4 separate regions of the Mus musculus genome follow, and all the other regions are linked to region 1. A link is a contact called in public Hi-C and promoter capture Hi-C data. All regions are on one chromosome and are shown on one strand. Each heading gives the region's core, a stretch centred on a gene start, on an enhancer-like site or on the middle of the called end of the contact. The rest is flanking DNA. Distances are from core to core; before and after follow the strand shown.

Region 1 (6,276 bases), core at 2,275-4,774:
AGATAGGAACCATCCAGGTTGCTAAGGATTCACAGGATCTCCTACAACTCCAAGTTCATCACTGATAATAGTCAAAGCTGGAACTTGAAGGCAGGACTGCTTGCTATAGCACACAGCAGGACCTCCAACTAGGGAACTTACTTCACAGCCAAGAAATACAGCAGTAATGAAGAGCATGTTGTTTGCTAGCTGGCTCACATACTGGCTCAGCTAGCTTTCTTACTAAGGTTGGTGCTGCCCACAGTGGGTTGAGCCCTTGCCGAATCAGTTAACAACCAAACCTCCCCTCAGGTATGTCAGAGGTAGAGGCAGCTTCTCAGTTGAGATTGGTTGTGTTAAGACAGTTAAAGTTACCCAGAATGGTCTTGTAGGTGGAGCAAGCTGGCTTGACCTTGCAGTAGTCCTGCCTTGGAATCTGAAGTGCTGCAATTGTTTGCCTGTATTTGTTATTGCTCTGCCTTTTGAAGTCTCTTTATGTCAGACAATAGTGGTTTTCTTTTGTTTTTTGTTTTTTTTTTTTGTTTTTTTTTTTTTTGAAACAGGGTACATATAACCCTGGCTGTCCTGGAACTTGCTACGTAGACTAGGCTGTCTTTGAACTCAGAATCATCTGCCTGTCTCCCAAGCGTGGGCTTAAAGACTTGGGCTCTCATGCCAGGCTATAAGTGACATTTTAAAGTTGCTTCTTGTTGATTATTCTGCTCCTTGGAGTCAGAGCCTCCTTCATTCACACAGCATCATGTGCTATATTCATACCCACCCACCCACCGGAAATGAAACAAAAACATTCCTGTTAAAACTCTAAATATCAGCTGGTTCTGTTGTCTTATCGTAATGGGAAATGTAGTTTTTGTGATATAGTTACAGTCTCTTTCTATGCCCCTTCACAGGAAATAGACCATTACATGTTTATGTCAATTATAGACAATTCCCCTTACTGTTGCAGTAAGTTGGAAACACACCAAAAGGGCACAAGGGACTGCCTACTCCTGTTCATGATTTCATGTGGTTGACCCTTAATAGTCTCTGACTTGAAGTTTTACAAAAAAGAAGGGAAATGTAATCAAAATTCAATACCCCTCAAAACTCTGAACACATACTGAATCCTTTCTAAGAGAAAAGCAAATGTGCTTTGCCTTGCCTTGCCTTGCCTTTCCTTTCCTTTCCTTTCCTTTCCTTTCCTTTCCTTTCCTTTCCTTTCCTTTCCTTTCCTTTCCTTGTCTTGGTTGGTTATTCTGAGACAGAGTTTCACTCTGGAGTTTAAGCTGGCCTGCAACTCACTGCGTAACCCAAGCTAGGGCCAGTGTCACAGCAGCAGCCCTCCAGCCGCAACATCTCTAGTGCTGGGATCACTGTGCCCAGATGTGTTTTTGCTTTTTCTTTTTATTATATTTATTTTGTGCATGTGTACTTGTATCCCATGGTGAACTCAGGTCATCAAGCTTCGCACTAAGCACCTATAATCCTCTGAGTCACCTTGCCAGTCTCTCTCTCTCTCTCTCTCTCTCTCTCTCTCTCTCTCTCTCTCTCAACAAAACACCATCTTCTGCTTCTGGCAGGCCTAGACCTTACTAAATAGGCTAGGCATGCCTCAAATTTAGAGATCTATCTGCCTCTGCCTTCCAAGTACTAAGATTAAAGTTGTGAGTCATCACACCCTGTTGTTTCAAAACAACAACGACAATAAATAAACCTAGGTGAGGTTGGAAGATTGTCTGGAGTTTAAGGTTAGCCTGTGGGCTTAGTGTAAGCACGAGTTTCCAGGTGTAAACAAAGCCTAAAGAGGTGTATCACACCTGTAATCCTAGAATCACTGTGAATTCTAGGCCACCCTGATCTACATAGTAAAATCCAGGCCTGTCTGAGCTACATGAGATCTTGGCTCCCACTCTCCCACAAAGAACTAAACAACCATACAAAGAAGCCTAGTGAACAGAAGCACAATAATTTCTGTTTAACTAGTATTAAACAGCAGACAATATTCCAATTCAGTATTTGAATCTCAAGAGTATTTTCTGTTAAATGTAAATACATGCCCATAAAATATTGTTTAGCCTATAAAGAGATAACGAAGAAAGATGTCCCTGGAATTCTACACATGTGTTTTATGTTTGTTAACTGGGGAGGAAGGTTCACTATTAGTTTTGCTGTCTTGAAGTTGCTTAGTTTTTCTCAAGGTTTGCAGTTCTGAATGACCACTTCTGAGGTACACATCTTCATCCCTCTGTAGACTGGAAATTCTGCATTCCTTTTATTGGCAGGGTTTCCTTGGGAAATGTGAAATTCCTAGTAGGAGCAGGCTGCTTGAGTCAAACACTATCTGTTCTTTCAGGCAATTAGACTGGCTAGGGGCCCAAGGTGAGTGAGTGAGCTGGCTTTGTAGAGTGTATCATGGCTCCACCTAGCTCAAGTCCTGGCAGCCTCCTCGGAGTTTTTAAGATTGTCCTGGGAAGTGAGCCTCTTTCTGCCTTAGCTTGAGGCTAGCACAGCAACTCGACCTTTCACCTACTTAAAGAAAAGTTCACAGACCAACTAAATAATAGGTTAGGTTAAGAAAAAACAACTCTGCTACGAACAGTCTCTTTCTAATATTACACTCCAGTGGCTGATTTAGTCATTTGTGTTTTGCTGGGTGAATGTTTTGAGTGGGGGGAGGCAGTTGTAAAATAAATGCCTATATCCTGATGTAGTGTCCAAGAGGATCTATACAATGGCAAACTAAACAACACACACAGTCATAAAGATTCATAAAGCTTTTTTTTTTTTTTTTTTTCCGAGACAGGGTTTCTCTGTATATCCCTGGCTGTCCTGGAACTCACTTTGTAGACCAGGCTGGCCTCGAACTCAGAAATCCGCCTGCCTCTGCCTCCTGAGTGCTGGGATTAGAGGTGTGCGCCACCACGCCCGGCTGATAAAAGATTATTTTTGAGTAAAGTTTCATCCTTTGCAAACATGAAATGTGGGTATGCGAAGATTTACGAGTAAACGGGATACACGCTGCATTAAACGAAGCCCATGCAAGAGAAATAATACAGGGCATGCTTTGAGCTTTCCCCTTCACAAGCATTTTCAAACGTCATTTTTTTTTTTTTCTCTTTGCAAGATTTGCTAGAAATCCGTGTTCAAACTAGGATAACGAACCCAGTCCTGAGAAGAATGGGGAAAAAAAAAAACAAGCAGGTTATTTCTTCGTTTATATTGAGATTTATGCATCGCAGCAGTGAAGGCGGGTTTTGCAGTTCTCAGCGGGGGCACCCTGGACGCCTCAGGTCTTCCCGCCCTGCGCCCCCTGCCCAGCTCCCCTCTGCAGCTGCTGTAGCTGCGGGTCCGTCCCGCCGCTCCCCTCCCCAAGGGCTCAATCCCCGCCCTGCGAGGGCCCCAGTCGGGTCCAGCCGTCGGCGGCTCCGCAGAATGACCCATAGTAACCTCGCCCCGCCCCTGCCGCCAGCACCGCGCTCCCCAGGCCGGCATTTGATAGGCCGAGCCCCGCACGCGCCACCGCCCGCGGGCCAATGGGCGGCGGTCTCTTTGCATATGCAACGAGCGCCAGCCCGGGGTGCGCGTCCAGGACTGCGGCTCAACAGACGCTGCTCAGCCGGCGCCCGGGAAACGTCGCTGCGGTTGTGGCCGCGGTCGCGGGCTCGGACGAGGAGGCGGCGGCAGAGCGGGAGGCTGAGCCGGCAGCAGGCGGTCGTCCCCGTCTCGCAGGGCGGCCCCAGCAGCTGCGTCAGGGTCCTGAGGAGGTGGCGCTGGGCAGGAGCCGCTCTGAGGAGCAGCCAGGCCTGCGTGGGTCGGAGCCCGCGGTGAGTGCGCGCAGCGCCCGTTGTGAGGCGATGAGGGTCGCGGGATGGCGGCCAGGCCTCCCTCCTCCCACTCGGCGAGCGTGCATGCCGCTCGCCGGTGCCTGAGGGGACTCCTGGGCCGCGGGGTGCTGGGCCGTGGCGAGGGTCGGGGAAACGGGGGTTGGTGGAGGGTGAGTGGCGAGTAGGGCGTCCTCGCGGATTCGGGGAAACCGCCGGCGTGGAGCTGCGGGCGCGGGAGGAAGGATGCACCGCGGCCTCCTCCGCGGGCGCGGGCACGTGGGTGGGGTCGTCCCGCTCCACGCGGCCGCGCGGCGTCCGTGGGAGGTACCAGCGCCCAGAGGGTCCCTGAAAACTGCGGGTGTGGGACAGGAAATGCGGGTGCGGGCGGTGGGAATGGCGTGGGGAACCTCTGGTGTCTCCTCCTAAGTGCGTTTTAGTCTCGGACGAGTCAGTCATGAGATGCATACATAGGCAGCCCCGGGGGTCACTTGTGATCCCCGTGATGGGATTTCACAGATGAAGATCCAACTGTATGGTCCGTTCTGGTTCTAGAACAGGTATTCCGATCACTTGTACATAGAGCCCCTCAACTTAGAAAGGGCAGGACAGTTTTTGGGAATCCAGTGGAAACTAGAGAGGGGGGATTGATAACTGCCTAGAATGACAGAGCTGGCATTTACTGAGCTTTTTTTAAAGGCCACACACCAAGAACTTTGTGCATGGCTATGTTTACATTGTTAGTCCACCGGGACGGTCGCACATTCTCAGTTTTACAGCGAGAGAGCCTGCACTGTGGACACGTTAACTTAGCCCAGATCTGAGCTACTAGGAGAAGCTTGAGCCCCAGGAGGGCCTGTCTGAATCTAGAACAAATCTCTGATGGCTTTAGTAGCAACAGCCCTCTGTTGGTGTTTGAATGGTTTCCGTGGCTTTGGGTTTCTAGGTTCTTTTGGGTCTTAGGGGTTCTGCAGAGCTGTAGTTTGGTGTTTTTGTTTTTCCTGTTTGTTTTAGGCTGTTTTGTATGCGCACTTTGGCTCTGAGTGTTGTTGAAGGGTGCTGCTGAGTTGCCCCTAGAAGTGCATGCAAAGCTTATTACAGAGAGGGAAGTGTTGGGACTTGAGAGTGCGTTTTCTGGTGTCTCCCTGAGCACCCCTCACATGTAGAGTTGAAGGCTGATTGTATTTTCTAACTTAGGCTCTGATTCTTCTGTCATAAAGTGCCTTGACTCCAGTGTGGCCACAGGAGAGGGTCACCTGGTATCTTTGGAGTCCAGTTACTGGATTTGTAGGACATTTGGGCCGAGTGACTGGTACCCTGTGAGTCCCAAGATGTCCTCCTTGGAGAAAGCAAAGAAAGAAGGACACACTGAAGGACACTGTGTGTGGGAATAACACTAGCGCCTTCCTGATTCAGTTAATTGTTCACGGAGAGCCTTCTCATTGAGTCATGTCAGGCATCTTAGCAGGTGCTGGGAGATATAACAGGGATAGGTTGATCTGTCCCTGTGCCCTCAGGCTGGGATTAGACTACATGCCAAGGATTTTGTAGATAAATGGGTGATTGCAACCTATGTTACATGCAATAAAGGTGAAGTATTGGATGATTGAAGATTCTAACAAGCATTATGATTTACATGGAAATCCAGGGAGCTGCTTTTTAAGAACGGATTATGTGAGATTTTTTTCCTAGATGTCCAATTTGTGCTCTGAGGCTGAAATTAAATGTACATAGGACAAGCGCTTCAGAGCTTTTTGAGCAACTATAATAATATATTTTTTTATTTTAATATATTTCCCACCAGATTGTTATCTCAGTTCAAATTGTGGAGTATCTGAATGAGATAGGTAGGGAGTATTCCCAGGCCCGCCTTTAGAGTGCTTAAAGCTCAGAAGCAGCAATCTTTTATATGGATGTGGATTTGAAGGTGTGATTTAGACGTCCCCACCTCACAACACCCACCTCACCCCACTTACCCCTCAGTGATAGGCTTTTCTGATTTACAGTAAGCATCATAATTTTTTAAAGTATTCATTGTAGCTTATATTTTACTCAGTAACTTAACATAAAAATTTCAGCTCTAAGCTGGGTTTGGTGGCTCACCTTTTATCCCAGCACCTAGGAGGCAGAGGCAGGTAGGTTTGAGGCCAGCCTGTTTTATGTAATTCCAGGACGTAATTAGACCCTGCCTCAAAAAAACCAAAAACTAAATAAACATCTTTCAGTTCTTAGGAAGCAAGAAAACCATGCATGAATTGGGATATAGATATCTATTCAAACACTTCAAAAGGTAATATAACTAATTGTAATACTTTTATTGGATACCAGCTGTATGCAAGTATTGTCCTTTGTGTATACTGTTTAGAATAAGTGCAAAGATGTGCTTAAAAGTCCCTGCTCTGAAAATTTCATATCAATACTGATTTTTTTCATAGCACTGTCATATGTTATACTAGCTGAGCCTTTGAAGAGGTTA
Region 2 (6,930 bases), core at 2,172-4,671, 4.2 Mb after region 1:
ACATCATGGAGGCGCTAGTGGAACGAGTTTTGAGTTTGAGTCTTGACTGCCTGCCTCACCGGTGGCTCACAAAAAAGACAGCCTTTCAAAGCTTTAGTTTCCTTGTCTATAAAGTGGGATAATTATCTCTCTCATGTTCTTGAGAGGGTTAAAGGAATGAAAATAGACACAGCCTTCCTGCATCCCAAGTTATTCTCTGATGTTTTAAAAGGAGAAATTGATGTTGATCTTATGTGCGGTGAGAAAGCTAACATTCAGAGGGCCAGTTTTTCTTAGACAATACACCTTGGACGTCATATGAACCTCAGCTGGCTCCACATCCTCTTCAACAATGAACACACAGCACACGCAAGCACTCATTTAATCAGCCGTAGAAGCTGCTGCTACCCACTTTTCCAGTTGATTCTGGCTTTTACTAGATGATAGACCACAGGAGAGATGAACAACCCAGAATGCAGACAAATGATAAGTGAGCCTGGCAAAAATAGAAGCCGAAGGCTGTGGGAGGGGCGATGTGGGGGAAGAGGTGTGGGAGGCTTTTGCCGGGAACCTGTAAGAGACAGTGGTGCTGTCCTCTCCTCAGAGAGGGGCCAGCAGTTTTGTTCTGTTCTGATAGGCCACCATTCTGCATGCCTTCCTCTCTTGGTTAGCCTGGGACCTTGACAGAAGGTGGCTCACGGGATCATAAGTCTAGGTTTTGTTAAAATACACTAGAGCTTACTTAGTCTCCCATTGGCCAATGGTGAGATGATGTCAGCAATGACATCATTGATTTATAGGGACACTTAAAAAACTGTGATCGCGATGGGAAGATGAAATGCGACCAATAGGGATTCATCAATAGGGGATCTTGGAAATTCAGAAGTAAAGGCAAGGAATAAAATATGTATCTTGTCTTTTTGATGCATACTTAGTAGATGCGGGTATGGTCTTCTGATTGGTTGGTTGGTTGATTGACTCACTGATGCAGCTTCTTACCACGTAGTCCCTGCTGGCCTGGAACGTGCTGTATGTGTAAACTGGGCTGGTCTTGACTTCACAGAGTCCCATCTGCTTCTGCCTCCTGAGTGCTAGTGTTAAAGGGACCACGTCAGGTTTGCTTTTTTGTCTACTTTTTTTTTTAGATTCATTTATTTATATGAATATACTGTAGCTGTCTTCAGACACACCAAAAGAGGACATCAGATTCCATTACAGATGGTTGTGAGCTATCATGTGGCTGCTGGGAATTGAACTCAGGACCTCTGGAAGAGCAGCCAGTACTTTTAACTGCTGAGCCATCTCTCCAACCCATTTTTTTTTTTTTTGGTCTATTTTAATGGAAATATTTCAGCTAAAATAATAAAGAATTGGATATGACAGAACCAGAATATCACTGTCAATGACTGCTAACATCACGACAACACCCCTGTGATGTGCCTCCCAATGGAAAAACATGCTATTGCCCAAACTGAACCAGATACAAATAAACTAGACTTAACCTCGTATTTGTAGACGATGGAGAGGACGGGGATATGCTAAATGTCACAATGAGAGGAGAGAGTGTGAGCAGAGAGAGACGGCAGGAGACATACCACCTGGTTCCCCCGCTCTAGAGGCTGAGAGATTCTAGGGTCTGAGAGAATGGAGCTGATACATGAAGTAGGCTAAAGTCTCACACAGAGCCAACTTTATTTGGAGCATCTGACAATTTATACTCTGAGGGTTAAGAGGAGTCACGTGACTTAAGCGTACAGTCACAGGGCAAGCAGCACTTGGAGGGCAAGCTGGAGAGGTGAGAACACACGTTTCCACGGAGGCACAGGAACAGATAACAATGAGCCATGTGAAGTAAACTCAGTTCTATCTGCTACACCTGGAAGGAGAATGGAAAATGTATCCCCAAGGACAAGTTACTTGGAGTTTTCTCACAAGCACTCAGAAATCTCTTCATGGGACCCCATTCTTGGACTGTCAATACCTGACTACAGTTGTACACTAACCGGTCAAGGGAAAGTAGTAATTAAAAAAAAATAATGATCTGAGCACTAACTTCAACAGCGGCAGGACATTTGATGACTGTCAAAGAATTAGTCCTAACTTTCTCTGTATGCTAGCTGTACTGTAGTTACATGAGAGGGAGGGGAGGAAAGAAAAGGAGAGATGAGAGAGAGAGAGAGAGAGAGAGAGAGAGAGAGAGAGAGAGAGAGAGAGGGAGGGGGAGGGAGGGGGGAAGGAAAAGGGGGAGAGGAAGAGGGAGTTTTTACTTTTCTTGGGCTAGGGATAAAACCAGGGCCTGCCTATACATAGTAACCACTCTGCCTTTGAGCTACAGTCTCAGTCCTGAAATATATATATATATATATTAGTAATAAGTGGGTTTATTTTAAGATAAATATGATATTGGGCAAGGGGATCAATAAAGCAAGAAGAGACATGAGCTGATAGTTGTTGAAGATGAACTCTGGATCCTAGGGATAGTTAAATTTCTCATGTAGGAAACAGTTCAGAAACACTAGCCATCCTATCTGCCCCCCTTTAATAATAATGCCATTTACTATTATAATAATGTTAAGTTAACCCGATGGTTCCCCGGGGCTGACTCAGCATTTTCAGCTAGGAAACTTGAATTCTCCTCTTGTGAAAACTACTCCATTTGCAGTGGGGGCTGGGACAGTATTCGGTAACTCAGTTTTTGAGCCTCCCCACACTCCTTTGAGAAATGAAGGTACAGATGGTTTCTCATACCTTACCGCAGGAGTTCTCTACCTTCCTAATGCTGCTGCGACCCTTTAATACAGTTCCTCACGTTGTGGTGACCCCCCACCACAAAATTATTTCCATTGGTACTCCATACCTGTAATTTTGCTACTGTTATGAATAGTAATGTAAATTGTGTTCCCCGATGGTCTTAGGTGACCCCTCTGAGAGGGTTGTTCAACACCCCCACCCCCACCCGAACCAGTGTCTTAGGGGCTAGCAGTGATTTCCTGCAGCCTCAAAAGGTGGGTGTTGCAGTTGGACTATGTTGGAACTCTGGCTTCGGCAGGTAAATACCGTCGTAAATTTATCCCAGTGCACCATACAAATTTAAGTCTAGAGTAGCGGAGTGAATGGGGATGACTTGGAAGAAGGCGACTAGGCTAGATTCTGTAAGGGAAGAATTTGGAGTGTCTCCTAAAGCAGCGGGAAGCTGCCGGGAACATTTCTGCCTGGAGGAAGATAGCCTGCTTACACGAAGCTCTTTGCACGTACAGGCACCCAGCGGATAAGGGCTGTAATTTATTGACACCATTGTGTCTTCTCTACCCCGCCCAGCTCCGACCCTTGCCGCAGCGTGGCCGCAGTGACTCCTCCCGGCCAGCAGAGGGCGCCAGCCTGCACTTGGCCCCCGGCTGCCCGAGGCCGGTCTCCTCTTGCCGCTCCCCCCGCCCCCCACCTCGTCTTTCCCCCTTAGGAGAAGTCGGGAAGGTGGCAGCGGCGGCGGTGGCGGTTGTCCCGCCCGGCCGGTTGGTGTGACCGGTCGGCGCGTGCTGCGCAGCTTCCTCGCCTTGTCCTGCCCGGCGGAGCCGAGCGGAGGCCGAGACCGGAGTCCGCGAGGGCGGAGGCGGCGGCGGCCAGGGCGGCCCGTGGGAAGGGAGCGCGGGGCCCCGGCAGCGCCGCCGGCTCCCGGCCCTGCCGGCCTCCTCGGTCGGAGCCGCGGCCATGGCGGCCAGCGCGAAGCGGAAGCAGGAGGAGAAGCACCTGAAGATGCTGCGGGACATGACGGGGCTGCCGCACAACCGCAAGTGTTTCGACTGCGACCAGCGCGGCCCCACCTACGTGAACATGACGGTCGGCTCGTTCGTGTGCACCTCCTGCTCCGGCAGCCTGTGAGTGCGGACGGGGGTCGTGGGTACCGGGCCGTGGCGGCGGGGCCCGTTGGGGATGCGGCCAGCCTAGGCCTTGGGGGCCGGAGATGCTCTTGCTCTTTGGCCGGGCGAGGGTCCAGCCTTGGGGTGGCCGGCGTGGGTGGGGCGTGGGTGGGGTCGGGGTCAGCCAGCGGCCGGCCCGGCGGAGCATCCCGGCTTCCCGCCGCTCAGCGGGCGTGGCCGCGCCTCGGGGGGCGCAGGCGGGGAGCATCCCCGGGAGGGCGGTGCGGGGCCTTTGTGCGACCCGCAGCTCCGTGGTTGGGGGGCCCGGCCTCTGCTCGGTGCCGCGGAGCTGGTGGGGAGGGTGAGAGCAGGGACGCAGAAAGCTGGGGATCTTCCTCCGGTCCACAGCACTCAGGTAGCTGGGGCGTGTTGGGGGCGGGCGGGGGGCGTTAATAGGTCTTGATGGCTGAGGTGTGAATCCCAGGAGAAAAGTTCTCCCTAGAGGATTAATTACGTGAGGCGGGGAGGCAGCAAAAGCACGAGGGTTGTGGCTGCATGGCTCCAAGTGTCCTCAGTTGGGGAAAGTTTTACTGGAAAAGGGTAATCAGGAGTTGTGCGCTTCAAAATAAGGATGGAGCTCGATGAGATTTCTGTATCAGAACCCAAGTGTCCTATCTGTCTGGAGAAATGGGGACTGGGAAGACAATATTGAGAAAGGAGATGGAGGTGACCGCCTGAAATTACTCAGATGGCATGTCTAGGCCTCTCTGTTTAAGCTGTGTTGTGATGGGAATTTTTGTTCTTGTGAAATTTCACTTGGAAAGGTTGCAGGTGACTCTGGAACTGATTAGATGCAATTATTTTCTGGTTATCTTGAATTCAATGCATTTTTAATGATCTGGTAGTTAATATTCCTTGGGTCTTAAAAAATATTACCGTGCATGTCGCAGTGTGGGGACACGTGTGCATGTTTTGTATACCTGGGTTCACTTTTACAGGCTGAACCTTTTCCTGGGCCCTCCCAAAATTTTTTATTATATTAATAGCAATGTACATAACACGTAGGAAATTTTGTAAAAAGTTGAAGGATGTTGACATGGCCAATAATTCACTATTCCCCCAGACACCCTTCCATTTTGAATTTGGGCAAGGAGGCATCTTTGGTTCTTCATGAGTATAACATTATTTTGGGTGGTTCCTATTCAGTTTTTGGATGAGCTTTAGTTAGGGTGTGGTGATAAATAAATGCCTTGTCTCAGCATTTACATTCTAATGGAGACAGTGGATATACGTAAGAAAGACCAGTGTCTGGGTTCTGTGTTCAGCTTTGGAGTAGTTCGGTAAGAGGGTCCTAGAGGTTACTTTCAGGGTTATAGTTAGGAAACACTCTGAATTTTCCACAGCTGCATGTGTGGTTAATGGCTTTCATTTATAAATGAAAATTAGGATGTTAAAGTCACTTATGTTAGGCAACTTTGGTGAAGCTAATAGTTCAATTTATTTAAAGTGTACTTTATTTACTCTTAAAAAAAGATTTATTTATTTATATGTATATGAGTACACTGTCACTGTCTTCAGACACACCAGAAGAGGGCATCAGATCTCATTACAGATGGTTGTGAGCCACCATGTGATTGCTGGGAATTGAACTCAGAATCTCTGGAAGAGCAGCCAGTGACTGCTGAGCTAGCTCCAGCCCTTTAAAAAAATTATTTTCATTTTTAATGTGCATTGTTTTGCCTGCATGTATATCTGCGTGAGGGTGTCAGATCCCCAGGAACTGGAGTTACAGACAGTTGCAAGCTGCCATGTGGGTCATCGGAATTGAACTCAAGACCTCTACAAGAGCAGCCAGTGCTCTTGACCACTGAGCCATCTCTCCAGCCTCGTATACTTTACTTTTAATATGTGCTTAAGAAGTATGTCCTGCTTTTGCAAAGCATGAGGTCCTTCGATGCATTTGAGTCTTTGGATTGGTAAATGTATATGTGTATACACACATACATATGTATAATTTATTGCTTTAGAATTGACATGATTTAGAGGTCTTTATAAGTACATAAAGTGCTTCCCTTGCAGCAAGTATGTAAAAAAATGTTTTCAATGTTTTAGAAACATTAGACATATAGGATCTGTCAGTGTGATTTTGTTTGTTTTACCACAGGGTCTCTCTATGTAGCCTTGGCTGTCCTGGAACTCCCTCTGTAGACCAGGCTGACCCTGAACTCAAAGAGCTCTGCCTGCCTCTGCCATCTGAGTGCTGGAATTAAAGGTGTGTACCACCATCCCTGCCTCAGACCCATAGTTATTACCCTACACAACTCCAAATGGATCAAGGACCTGAACATGAGGCCAGACACACACCACCGCCCAGCTCTTTTCTGTCTTTTCTGTGTACTGTGTATACAAATGCATGCACCATCACACTTGGGTGGCTTCAGAGGAGGGATTGTAGGAGGCAGCTCTCACCTTCCACCTGTGGACCTGGAGATTGAACTATGTCATTAGGCTTGGTGGCAAGTGCCTTTACTGCACTGAGCTGTTGCTCTAGACTGCCAGAATAATTTTTTATTTTAAGGGATTTTTTTTCTTGAACATGTTGAACATGTTCCTTGGAACATGTGAAAGTTCATATGGAGATGTCACAGAGGTGTTGATGTCTGAGGAAAGATCTTCAAAGACAAGTCTCAGGTAGCAGCAGCTTTGAGTAGTAGATGAGGGGGTACTTAGCTAGGTGACCCTGCTTTTTCTTTTGCCTCTAAAAGCCATGTGATTAATACTGAACATAGCCACTCAGCAGTTTTTTCTCAGATAGGAAATAGTGAGAATAAAAGCCTCTGATGATTTGTTTTCCATACTAGAGATAGCCTCATACAGTGTCTGAGACACTGTAATGCACACTGGGTATTGCTAACAAGAGGGAGAAGGGAATAAAAGACACTGATGTGAAAAGCGCCTCCATCAGCCTGTCAGATCCTTTTGGGCTGTAGCCTCAATCCTGACTCAAATGGACTCAAGAGATGAAGACAATTTGCTGATAGGGTTTAAATGATAATTTATTTCCCTCATATGAAAAGATGGTTGCCTACAGCCCCTG
Region 3 (6,152 bases), core at 1,010-3,509, 3.6 Mb after region 1:
GCGGAAGGAACTTCGGAAATCGCAGGGACTAGAACCATACTCATCAGAAGAGATGAAACCGCCATCGCTAGGCGAACCGGACACGGAAGCACTAGAGCGCCTCGGGAAGAGACAGTCTGAAGTGGAGCCATGGCCACTGGTACTACTAGATGACAGACTCACTGGGCTGGTGGCTGAAGGTGAGCATCTAGAAGAAGGCATGGGGATGGAGCGGCTGTGGTTGAGTGGGGGGTGCAGCCTGGAGCTGCCTCGATGCCGATGGGCGTGGGTCCTGTTGGTGCTAGGGCTCACAGGACTGCCATCCACTGATGCTGGACGGGACATGGTGCCTTCGCCATCGCTGGAGGCACGCACCCGGAAGGAACCTGGTTTCCCACCCACCATACTGGCAGGGGAGGTGGCAGTGATGCTCTCAGTTCGAGATCTCCGAGTCAGTCCCACCTGGCTGGGTGGAGGGTTGTTGAGATGGTGCCTGCGCAGGGGAACGCTGATGGGGTTGGAGCAACTGGATGAAGACTGGCTTTTGCTGCGAGGGCGAAACTCATCGCTCATGGCCCTCATTGCCTCTAGAATGGTCTCATGCATGTTCTGGGCCACCACGGAGTCATCCACTTGCATCCAGAACTCGCCAGGCCCTGTCACAGCGGAACGCCCCACCTCGATGAAGAAGAAGTTCTCTGAGTGGCCACAGCGTCTGATATTCATCAGCTGCAGCACCACAGCGGCTGCCTCGGAGTTCAGCTTCACAAAGCTGATGGTCTTGCTGGTCAGGCAGAGGCGGTAGATGCCAATCAGGTTCTTTGTCTGACCCAGGCCCTTGGGTTTCAGGATAACCTGCCAGACCTCCTTGAACGCGGGTCCTGGACCCGTGTCATAGCTCAAGTCCTCCCCTGCCTCTCCAACGCCAGAGCTGCCGCTGCAGCTACCGCCGCAGCCTCCTCCAGCCCCGTCATGGTGGGCCTTTGCCCGATTATGCAGCTGCAGAAGAGCCTGGTACCAGCTGTCTTGCTCAGCCTCGCTATCCGCGGCAATGGCAAAGTGTTCGTCTCGGGTGTAGAGAGCCACCAGGTGCTTGTTCTTGGAGTCAGCCCGCTTGTTGATGTTGAAACAGCTCTCGAGGGGGATCGAGCGTTTGGGGGCGCTCGACTTGTGCCGCCACTTCTTCTCGTTCTCATAATACTCCAGGCGCGCTGGGCCCCCGGCCTCGCTGGCCGCCCGCAGCACGAAAAAGCGCTTATGCATACTCTTGGGCTTGCGCAGGTAGCCCACCTTGCGCACGTCTGAGAAGCCATCGGTATCCGGAGGGCTCGCCATGCTGCTGCGGAGCAGAGGGAGGTGTTGAAAAACTGGGTGAGGGGTGGCTTCTCAGTGCGGCCCCGCACATGCACTCCGGGCTGGAGGAAGCTCGCAGAAATTCTGACTCCAAAATTCACGCTGTTCCTGGAGCTGGGGAGGGGCAGCCGAAGGACGAGGTAACTGCGCCAAGGAAGATAGCCTGATCCGAGTTTAAGGGCGTTTCATGCCCAGAGGGAAGGGCAGTGGGTCTAGGGTGAGTGCAGCCGCAATCTTCCGAGGACTATGTCTCCCCCAGTCCCTGCAGCAGAGAAGGAGCTATGGTGCATCCCTTGCCGCCCCTGGTCGAGTCCGATGTAGGGAGGCAGCGATGGCCCGAGGAGTCCCCGCTTGGCTCTCTAGGCGCGCGCGCCTTCCCTCCCGAGTTCCCCTCTGGAAGTAGCGATTCCCGAGGCAAATTAAATATCCTTGGGCAGGGGGAGGCGGGCTGCCAAGTCCCAACGTTGCACCGGGTTCTCCCTCCTCCTTCTCCTCCTCCTCCTCTGCCTCCTCCCACCCTTCAACCGTCCCCGTCGCCACCAGCCGCCCAAATACCAGCTCAATCGCAGAGACCGCGGCGCTGCGGCTGTTGCTGCTGCTGCTGCTGCTGCTGCCGCCCGAGGACGCGTCCTCTGCAGCCCGCACTCGAGCCCATCTCGGCGGGCGGGGAAAGTGGCTTTTCCACGCGCAACGCTACTGGGCAGCTGGGGGAGCAGGGGACGGTCCAGAGGGACAGGCTCATCCCTGCCCCTAGCTCCAGTCCGCAAGGGAGGAGGGGAGGGGACGAGGGAGGGAGGCGGGGAGCGGGGGAGGTTTGGGAAGAGATCGGGGAAGACGCCCGGTCCTCCCGAGGCGCAGCCGCTGCAGTTACTTCTCTCCTCCTCCCTCCTTCTCCTCCCTCCTCCTCCTCCCTCCTCCTTCCTCCTCCTCGGAGAGTTGCCGAGAGCCCCAACCAAAACAAGCGGCGGCTGCGGCGGCTGGCACCGCGCGCTGGCCCTCTTCAGACCGCGCCGCCGTCTCACTCCAGAGGAGCAAAACACGTGACGGAGCCTCTGCGCTCAGCAGCCTGGCCGCCGCCGGGAGGCTCCAGCCCGGGTCTCTCTCCCTCTCCCTGCTCGCTCTACATTCCGGGCCGAGCCCGCCCCACGCCCGCCCCTCTCCACCCCCTGGCCGTGCCGCAGAGGCGCCCGCGCTGGCCCTTTGCTGCAGCGCTCGGGCAGCGCCCCTGCGTGGCCGGCAGAGCCCGGGGCGCTGTGTCTCCCACGCCCGTGCCACCCAGAGCGCCCCCGGCCCGTAGGAATCCCCGCGGCGGGAGGGCAGGCTTGTTTGGGTGGCTACCGGAAAGCAGGAGGGGAGTCTGGGAAAACGGGAGGGGGGGATCTGGGGAAGACGCAGGAGTGAGGGAGGGGGCAGTGAGAGGGGGGGTGCACTGCGGCTGCAGAGCCCCGAGAGGGTGGGGGCGCTGGGGCGGAGGGGACGCGGGTGACCTGCTAGCTCTCACCCAACAGGTAAAGGCGACCCCCGGGAGGCAGCTGGATGTCGGTGTCTGGGTGAGAGGCCCTGGTAGGGAGATCTACATTTTTGTAAGATTTTCTAAAGGACTTCTGAGCCAGTCTTCCACCTGGAATCTCCGGACGTACCGTGGTGAAGCACCTGGAAGAAACAGAGAGGGACGCCCAAGGGCAATGACTGTTGGCTAGGTTAGGGTCTCTCGGAATCGCGACCTGGGATCTCACACCTGGCACTATTAGCCGCTGATCACTAAGGAAATAAAATGTAAAAGTCACCATTTCTCTTCCTTCATGCAGGTGAAGAGGGATTCACACTTAAGGGTTAGTTAGTGCAAAAGGTGGGGGGCGGGGGCTGGAGGAAACCTGGCACCCCTTATCACATTCGTAAGTCTATTTGTGATTTTTTTTAAAGATGTAAAGGACCTTCAGAGAGTTCCTAAGTGTACACCCTTACTGTGTATATGTTAGCAGATGTTTGTTTCATAGTTTGCACGAGCATTAGACGACCCTATACACTTTTAACCTTGACCACAAGGATAAGTGGGAGACAAGGATAAGTGGCTAGGCTGCACAGGAAAATGGGTACTTCTTGATGAAAACGGGTCAGCAGCCTCTTTGCAAAGCCTATTTCTTAGTCTCACCACAAGCAGACGCTCCCCAAAGTTTTTTTTTTTCTTTTTCTTTTTAAGATGACCTATAAATCAAGCAGGGTGTCCCTGTCTAGCCCAACCGGCATTAAAGACCTACAAATGTGACGTTGCTCCCAGTGCTTAAAGCCATTCTACTCTAGCCATGGGCGGTTCTAGTTTTCCACCTCTTTTCCTAAGCCAGGAACCCTCTCAGCCTCCCGCTCTCCAGCACTGCAGGTTGTTTGCAGTGAGACGCAGCAGTAAAGGTGCTGGGCATGCTCAATCCACTAGACTGCCTGGCTTGGAGTAGGGGAGGAGCGGATGGGTAAAGGGGGCTGCGCGCCTCAGCATAATGCGGCTAGAGAGGCGGGGTGAGGTTCCTGGGGCAGCCTGCTGATTGGTGGAGTTGCCTGTCTTTCCTGTCTTGCACAGATGCGGTAAAGGGGAGAGAGGGAGAGGGTACAGATGTAGGCACTGGCGCCATTCAGATGCTTGCGGTACTTGAATTGGGGTATTCCGCATCTGTAGGTGTCACCTCCTCTCGAAAGCTCAGGAGCCTCTGTTTTCTCTTTTCACCTCCTTTATCATGCAGTTTCTCCTAAACCTGGTTAATGGATTATGCGGTACACATTGAATTGATAGCCTTCATTTTTCCCCTCTGACAGCTTGGTGATGCGGGCACATGTGCCCACTACAGGAAGGCTATAAATAGCAAGTAATTTGGAAAAGGTACGGAGACTGCAATAGCAAGAAGAGGACTCTAAAGATTTGAAATGCATTAGGGGTTGGGAGGATAGCAACTAGAGATATCTGAAGTTAGTGTAGCAGAATAACAGTGTGTGTGTGGGGGGGGGGGGGGAATAAACAGCTAGTCTAGTCTAGCAACTGCTTAATCTAGATTAGTCCACAGGGAGGGGACCTCGCATTATGTAGGAAAGCACTTCAAATCCAGACTTTAACTTTTAAAATTACTTCCTTCCTGACCTCTGTCACCAACCAAGAACAAACAAAAAAGAGAGAGGGGGAAAAAGGAGGTACCTTTATGGAGGAAAGTATTTTCTTGAAGGAGGAGACAACAAAAAAAACAATTTAATTTGGAAGATTTTTATAAGTCATCTTCACAGAACATTAGGGTGTTTATGATATAAAAGTAATGTTATTCTGACTGAAGAAGAAGTAGACCATCTGCTCTGAGGTGCCCAAGGCCCTGGATTGGATCCCCAGTTATGTACACAGACAGACACACAGACACAGACAACCAGATCGTTGTAACAAACTGCTCACCAATCAGTGAAGTTTAACACACACACACACATACCCTCACACACACACAACTCACTCGAGTTTCATTACAAATCTTAAAGGCAGCTAATGTTCAAACTATACTACAGTAAGTTCAGTTCTTTGTACTTTTTTTTTAATTGATGGCTTGAGATAACTCTAGGAATACAAATTCACATTTGATTCACATAAATATACAGAAGAGAAAGGTAGGCTTTTGTGGAACTCAGGTGAAGTCGTGTTGAGCAGATACGTGTATTATCCTGTCACCTTATGCTAAATTAGTCTTGTGTATTGTAATGAAAATTTACACCCAAGAGAAAATTCACAGAACAGGCAAGCAACCAATTACCAAATAAGTTGCTCAATGCTGCCATCTCTAGGACAGCTAGAAACCACTTGCGCAATGAATAAAGGAATGCTGTCTGCATTTTAAAACATTGACTAGAAGCGCTGCCAGAACTAAATTGACATATTGATGTCTTCAATACAGTCATGATAGTGAGAATTAAAATTTTACGTGTCTTCGGTGCATATTTGATTAACATATCTACAATTACTGTTAAAATAGGAAAATGGCCAGTGTATGATGTTACCAAGAAAATCATATAAAAATGTCAGTTATTAGATACATATATGATGTACATATACATTGGTATATATATATATATATGTATGTATCAGTAGACATGTTCCTTAATACAAATAGGTCATCACTACAGAAACCACTGGAAACTCAGTTAATTGTGGCAATTTGGAACAATGCTTAAAGGAAAATGAAAACTCATGGATTTTTTTTAAATTGAAGGATTGCATTATTTTACTATATCTGCATAGTTGCAGATATTTGAAAGCCTCCTCTGCAAAGCCACCCAAACCATATGAGATACATTCTTGCAGTTTGGGGATCAACAATACAAAATAATTGAATCTGCTATATTGAGGCTTCTCCCGCCCCAGGATTTAAAATAAATAAATAAATAAATAAATAAATAAATAAATAAATAAATAAAATAAAGGTCCTGCTTGAGCAGGTTCCCATAGGTAGGCGAGAGGTCTCTGTAGTTACCATGTTCTCAGTGCTGCTGATTCCACAGACTCCTATTTCTGATGATGGATTGAAAGGCACAACAGTGAGATGCTATGAGATGCAAGCAGAGTACTCACTTCACAGCTCTATGCAAGCTTAAAGAGAACAAGGGCAATAAACATTCTACTTAACTGAGCTCTCACTGTTTGGGGACTTCTCTATTCAATCACTGGTATCAAGCGTGGAGAGCTATTCTTTCCATGATGTAATTAAAATATTGCAGATTTCTGACCTCCTCCCAGCCCCAAAACAACTTGTAGTGAAAAAATACCCTCATCTAAAGCAATATGAAGAGACTCCTACTTATGC
Region 4 (6,130 bases), core at 1,165-3,664, 4.1 Mb after region 1:
TATTAGGAAGGACACACAAGAATGAAATTCAGAAAGTTTGACACATTATTTTGAAGGAAAATAACACTTCTGGGGGATCATCTGAGATTTTCTTTGTTTGGGTTTTTGTTGTTGTTTTGAGTCAGGGTTCATTGTGTAGTGCTGGCAATCCTCCCACCCTCTTACTTCTGGTTCCTTAGAACTGTAGTTATAAGAATGAGCCAAAGATTGACTTTGGAAGTATTTTTAGATTCAAGACTATATCACTTGAGTAAATACTCTTCCTTTGCACAAGGGAGTGAGAAATTTGTTCTAGAATCACAGCTCATATCCACAAGCTTATGTCTCTTATATAAAATTGATGGTTGCAGATAACCTATGCACATCCTCACAAACACTTAAAACTGTTTCTAGATTACATATATTTAAACCAATATAAACATGTTAGACTCTATTAGTAGGAAATAACCACAAGAAAAAGAGCATGTATGGGCCTGGAGAGATGGCTCAGTGGTTAAGAGTTCTTCCAAAGGTCCTGAGTTCAAATCCCAGCAATCACGTGGTGGCTCACAACCATCCGTAATGAGATCTGACGCCCTCATCTGGTGTGTCCAAAGAAAGCTACAGTGTACTTACATATAATAATAAATTAATCTTTTTTTTTAAAGTATCAAGGTGTTTACTGTTTAAAAAAAAAAGAGTGTGTATGTTTGATATAGATAATGACACAGGCCTTCCACTCAATACTTAGCTGAGGCTGGTCTGGAACTCTTGATCCTATAGCTTCTAGCTCCTAAGTCCCTAATACTGGGATTTCAAGAGTGTGGCACCAGGCTCAACTATAATATGGAACAGATTGTAAAAAAAAAAATTCTTTAACCCTGGTTGGTTGTCACCAAGGATGAGAAACAGTGGGTGAAGTTGCTAGGTTATGAAAATAGAGGCACACGTCGTATTTCCTGATTTGGCTTCCCGTCTATCCTTCTATGAGCAAGTATGGTTCTTGCCTTCCAGAGGGGAGCCACAAGTTGGGTGTTTAGATTTGAAAGAGATTTCTGACCCCTACTATCTTGAAACCCAATTCAGCTTCCCCTTTTCTCGGATTCTTAATTTGTAAGTTTTAGGGAAATCACAATTAGACTGCTGAAGAATTACTTCCAATATTTAGTTATATATGCAAATTCGCGGGCCACCATAAGAATTTTTATTCAGGCGTTCCTTTAAAACAGGTTACCAGTTTACCTGCAAACGCAAGGTTCTTAAAGATCGCAAAGTCTAGAAACCCCCTCAACAGGAATCACCTGAGACGGAAGTACTTTGCCCACGACAAAAATGGCTCCGCGTCGACGTCTCAGGAGCCTGCATGCAACATCCGCCCTTCTCTCGTCACATGACCAGAAACCTACTTCCGCTACGGCTCCTGGAAGGGGTCAGTCCTGGCCGTTCTCGCGTCTGTCCCGGCCCGTCGCGGCCGCTCCGCCGCTTCTTTGCCCGGGCGCCTCGGTGCGCTCGGTCAACGGCCTCTGCGAGCGCTCACCCGAGTGCCCCGGAGCCGGCGGGCGGCGACCCTCTCTCCGGGGACTCTCCAGCAGGCCCAGGGTGAGTGCTCTAGTCTCCCCAAGCAGGACTCCGGGCCTAGCGCCGCGGCAGTGACACCCCTCTCCAGACTGGGCGGAGCGGCCCCGGCCTTGGCCCGTCATCAGGTCCCTGCCCTGTAAATATTTGGGACCGGCTTCTTCACCGTTTCTACCTCCGCATCTTGTTCTGTGAAACAAAAATCGAATTTTACTGACAAAACGAAAAACACCTATTAGTTTGGGGTTAGGAAACGGAAGGAAGCCTGTGAGTTTGGATCTGGGCTTTTTCGGGCATCTCTTCCACGGGCCCAAGCACCTCGCAGTTTGACCTTGAGTCTGTCGCGTTTAAAAGTAACTCTTTGTTTTGTGTAAAATCCGTATAACTAAAGGCCTTTGGGAGACCCCGGGCTGGCCATAGCATCCTTGCTCGCTGGAGGCGTTGCGGGCTATACCCCCGCACCCCACGCTAAGCTGGGGTCCAGGTCCCCCATAGCCCCTGACCTCCATTTGCTAAAAACTTGTCATTGCAAAACAAACAAGCAAACAAAAACAAGAAACAAACAAACAAACCAGCGTCCCAGTCCCACTAGCTCAGGAGCAGGACGCATTTTCTGGGAAGAGCAACGCTGTCTCTGAATTGGTGGTGCTCTCTAATTCCAGAAGACTAAAACTTGTGCCCAATAATGCTAAGCAGGCCTCCCACGGGGAGCCAGTGAATGGGGATGCCCTTTTTCCCAGGTGAGAAACATTCCTTTCTCCCTCAGTCGCTTTGGCTACTAATGAGATTCCCCAAAGAAAAACCTTTAGGGAAAGTAGGACCATTGAGCCCTATTTAGTATTCTGAGCGCAACTAGATTGCTTGAGGAGGGGTGTGTATGTGTGTTTATATGTGGATAACGGGTTGTCTAATTTTTGGTTTCGAGGACCTGTGAATTGAGATAGCTCCTCAGTGGTGTCTCTGAGTACATGTTTTTTTACTGAACTACTGGAAGGAACTGTGTTAGCTCTCTTCCTGTCTGATAGGGCTGCCTCATTTTAGATTTACAAAGTTTCTTCTGTTACTCTCTCCTTGCTGTTGTGACATTTTTGTTGTTAATAGATACGGGGGGGGGGGGTCCCTTTAGTAGGTTTTTGGGTTGTTTATATAATTCTAGATGTGAGCCCCCTGCCATATGACTACCCAACAAAGATCCCGTAGAATCTCTCTACTCTTAATTTCTACAGAAAGTTTGTATGTTACATGATGCCAGTTCTTGCTGGTGTTTCCTCAGCCTCTCGGAGCCCTTTGCAGAAAGTCCTTGCCTGTGCCTGTGTATCTTCAAGGTTTTGACTCAGAGCTTCAGCAGTTCTTAGATTAGACCTTTGATTCACTGCGACTTAATTTTTTTAAATAGTTTTGGTTTTGTTACATATGTTTATATGCGTACAGCAAGTTTATGGTTCAAAGGTAGTGAATATTAATTAAGGGTAAATAGTCCCTTAAAAATAGATTTGTGTTTTTAAAAATGAAAGCCAACCTAAAGAAGAAATTGAGTGTAATGTACGGGACCCCGATGAAATTGGAAAACATTGCGGATGTTTGGGTGTGGCCTAGAAAGTGGAGCTGTGGTATCAGATAGGAGTCTGAAGGAGATTTATCTCAAGGTATACAACAAGCATGTAATGACCAAAGACGTGGGAGTAAAACCTTAGCCCCAAATTAAGTTTATTTGTTACCAAAGAATACCCAAAGTACCATAGTTTTAATGAGAAAGAAAAAATAATTAGGTCCTCCTCTGTTTTATTGAAACATACAATCTAAAAACTGAGGCAGTAGTATTGTCTTAATACAGTCCTCATTTTGTGGTAACCAACTATAAAATTATTACTGTTGTTAGTTCATAACTGCAATTTTGCTATTGTCATGAATTGTATTATAAATATCACAAAAGTGTCCAACCACTGTGGTAGTCACTCAACAACCATAGGGGTCGAGACCCTCGGGTTGAGAGCTGCTGCCTTACATGGTGACTGTCTGTTCTAAGACATCAAAATTTGGTACTTTTGAAATTCTTTGTTTATTAGTGTAAAGTTGTAAATCTTTGTGGCTTTTATTTAAAGATTTTCTAGCTAAGTCCCTAACAACGGTATCATCTAGTTTCTCAGTCGCTGTTCTCCTCCCGCAGGGATAAAAGTGGCTCTCACCCTAGCACATGTGCATCGGAGCAATTTAAGGAGTTAATATGAAGCACAGAAGCAGATAGTGCCAAATAGCAAGCCTGTTGTTTCACATTTGTAAGTAAAATTTTCTCTTTGTCTCTGTTTTCTTAGTCTTTAAGCCATCTGTATGTGTCAGTTCCTCAAAAAGCAGACATTTGGGCAAAAAGAATGAAATAAACTAGTTGAGAGTCATAGTCCAACTATGCTTAGCGCACTAAGCAGTCCCCAAGGAGTATACTCATAAGGTATAGAGTATGTTTCTGGTTTTATTTGTTTGTTTGTTTTTTAAATCGATGATGAAGACATCTATATTGCTTTAACCTTAAGTTTACAGAATACCTCTGTCTCAGCACAGTGGCATTTGTACTGTGTGTGGTGCTGTATTGCTCTTGACTTAGAATATGCTTCTCTGGGAATTTGGTGTAATTTGTCCTCCTTTTCAGGAAACCATCACTTACACATCAAATTTTTAGGCAGCCTCAAACAGGTTTCCTTTTACCCTTGTATTTTTATAACCTATTGGAATATGGCTAAAGGTGTCTCCTGGTAGCCATCCTTCTCCCCATCTGACAACACATTTGTCTATGGAATGATGGAACTTTCATTTACCCTGATTGCAGAATCATGAAATGGGGACTGTCCTTCAAACTGTCTTTCTGACTATGAGGTATCGTGGAGTGACAGTTGAAACATTTAAAATATGGTTTCTCAAACGGAGCCATTTTAAGTCAATCACTACCTTTATTCATAGTTCTCTTATGAAATGATTGTTGAAATACTGATTTTTATTCTTTCTTTTTTACAGCTGGAAAGCAGTGCCCGTGTTGTTATGTACACCTCCAAAAACAGTTGAGCTCTGTAGGGAAGTGTTGTGTAAAGTAAACACCAGCAGGGTAGCAGTGTCCGTAGCTATTGTAGACGTGTGTCTGCTCTGTTAAAATGAGTATGAAAACGGGCAGTGAGACATCACTAGGAAGGTCAGTGACATTTTTTTCAGTTGAGCTGGTATCATAGGTTTGACAGACAGCGTCAAAGCTGCTTGCCATAAGCTAGCCATACTTTTTAATGCTTTTCTTGGCATTTTTTTATTTGGGGGCAATCATGCTTTCAACTACATCTCCCTGGAGTCATGGATCCCTCTCCAATTTAAAAGCTCACTCAGTGCAATTGTACTATTTTTTCCCTCAAAAGATATTTGATGCTTCTCAAAACTATGTGTATAATAAATACAAAATTAAATATGGGTTAAGAATATGAACATTTAACCACATAAAATGAATGTGTACATTAAGGGCTTATTGATATAATCCATGTATTTGGTATTCATTGGATCTCCATCAAATTCATGTTCAATAAGAAGTTTTGATTTGCATTTTGTGATTTTTGAGGGAGCTATCCTTTTTTGTTTTGTTTTGTTTTGTTTGTTTTGTTTTTTTGTAAATTAAGCCTTAGCCTTACTTACCTTTGGAGTCTGATTGACTGCATTGTTATTAAGTCCAGGCAAGGTTCTCCCTCATAATTAAGGGTTTTTTTTCTTTGCAGTTTTAGAGATTAAGCCAGGGCTTCATGCATGTTAGGGACGCACTCTACCTCTGAACTATGCTCTTAGCCTCCTGAGTGGGAATTTTTAATTTTATTTTAGGCATTTTTGAATTATAAGGAGCATGCATGTGTGCTTGCACACAGAGAATGTTTGTGTGTGCATTTGTATTGCAATTGTAGAATACTTTAGAAACTTGCTCCTTACCGATATCTTCAGGGTTCGTTTTCAGATGATGAGTCTGAAGCTTCTTGTTGAGAAAAGTGCTTTGTTTGATCTTTTATTTTCCCTCTACTCACAAGTGATGAGAGGGTTCCTTTTGCTCTTTCTGCTGTAAGGTATTCTGACATCACTGCATAGAGGAGACTGACATCAACACTCGGTTATCCTGACCTTAACATTTTCCTCCTGTAGGGTGAGTGGGGCAGCATTTCCTTCTCCCACTGCTGCTGAGATGGCAGAAATTAGTCGAATTCAGTATGAAATGGAATACACCGAAGGTATTAGTCAGCGAATGAGGGTCCCGGAAAAATTAAAAGTAGCACCACCAAATGCTGACCTGGAGCAAGAGTTCCAAGATGGAGTTCCAAATGCCAGTGTGATAATGCAAGTCCCAGAGAGGATCGTGGTTACAGGTATCTCACACTTGAGTCAAAGTCTCACAATGTATCTTTGTGTTGTCTATTTTTATAAACATTTTAGGTTTTTCAAAATATTATTTAAAAAGGTATTCTCACAAGTTTAAACAAATGTATGTAACCCCCACAGTCCAATACAGAACATTGTTGTCACCTTGGAAGACTTCTCCTAGTAGCCAGATGGATCTCCTTTCTGT

Evidence for each region. Promoter capture Hi-C pulls out the DNA fragments that hold promoters and counts their contacts. A called contact is a pair of places that touch in the nucleus more often than the background predicts.
Region 2: a Hi-C map of B cells shows a contact between it and region 1, with 6 read pairs. The contact joins the promoter of Agfg1 here to the promoter of Acsl3 in region 1. A contact is called at or near these places in 1 of 39 promoter capture datasets (pre-B cells) and 1 of 484 Hi-C or Micro-C datasets (B cells).
Region 3: a promoter capture Hi-C map of pre-B cells shows a contact between it and region 1. The contact joins the promoter of Irs1 here to the promoter of Acsl3 in region 1.
Region 4: a contact with region 1 is called in a promoter capture Hi-C map of pre-B cells. The contact joins the promoter of C430014B12Rik here to the promoter of Acsl3 in region 1.

Annotation. Positions count from the first base shown.
Region 1 is chr1:78,654,301-78,660,576 of GRCm38.p6, forward strand. Acsl3 (acyl-CoA synthetase long-chain family member 3) reads left to right here and starts at 3,525. Exons shown (of 15, transcript NM_001033606.2): 1 at 3,525-3,803. Utp14b (UTP14B small subunit processome component) reads left to right here and starts at 3,525. Exons shown (of 3, transcript NM_001001981.3): 1 at 3,525-3,803.
Region 2 is chr1:82,836,039-82,842,968 of GRCm38.p6, forward strand. It overlaps Agfg1 (ArfGAP with FG repeats 1), which reads left to right and starts at 3,422. Exons shown (of 13, transcript NM_001368850.1): 1 at 3,422-3,851. The coding sequence starts at 3,685. It overlaps Gm34450 (a long non-coding RNA gene), which reads left to right. Exons shown (of 6, transcript XR_865579.2): 6 at 1-17.
Region 3 is chr1:82,289,180-82,295,331 of GRCm38.p6, forward strand. It overlaps Irs1 (insulin receptor substrate 1), which reads right to left and starts at 2,260. Exons shown (of 2, transcript NM_010570.4): 1 at 1-2,260. The coding sequence starts at 1,314.
Region 4 is chr1:82,723,507-82,729,636 of GRCm38.p6, forward strand. It overlaps C430014B12Rik (a long non-coding RNA gene), which reads right to left and starts at 2,415. Exons shown (of 4, transcript XR_865578.3): 1 at 1,281-2,415. It overlaps Mff (mitochondrial fission factor), which reads left to right and starts at 1,384. Exons shown (of 9, transcript NM_029409.3): 1 at 1,384-1,578; 2 at 3,722-3,830; 3 at 5,710-5,930. The coding sequence starts at 5,750.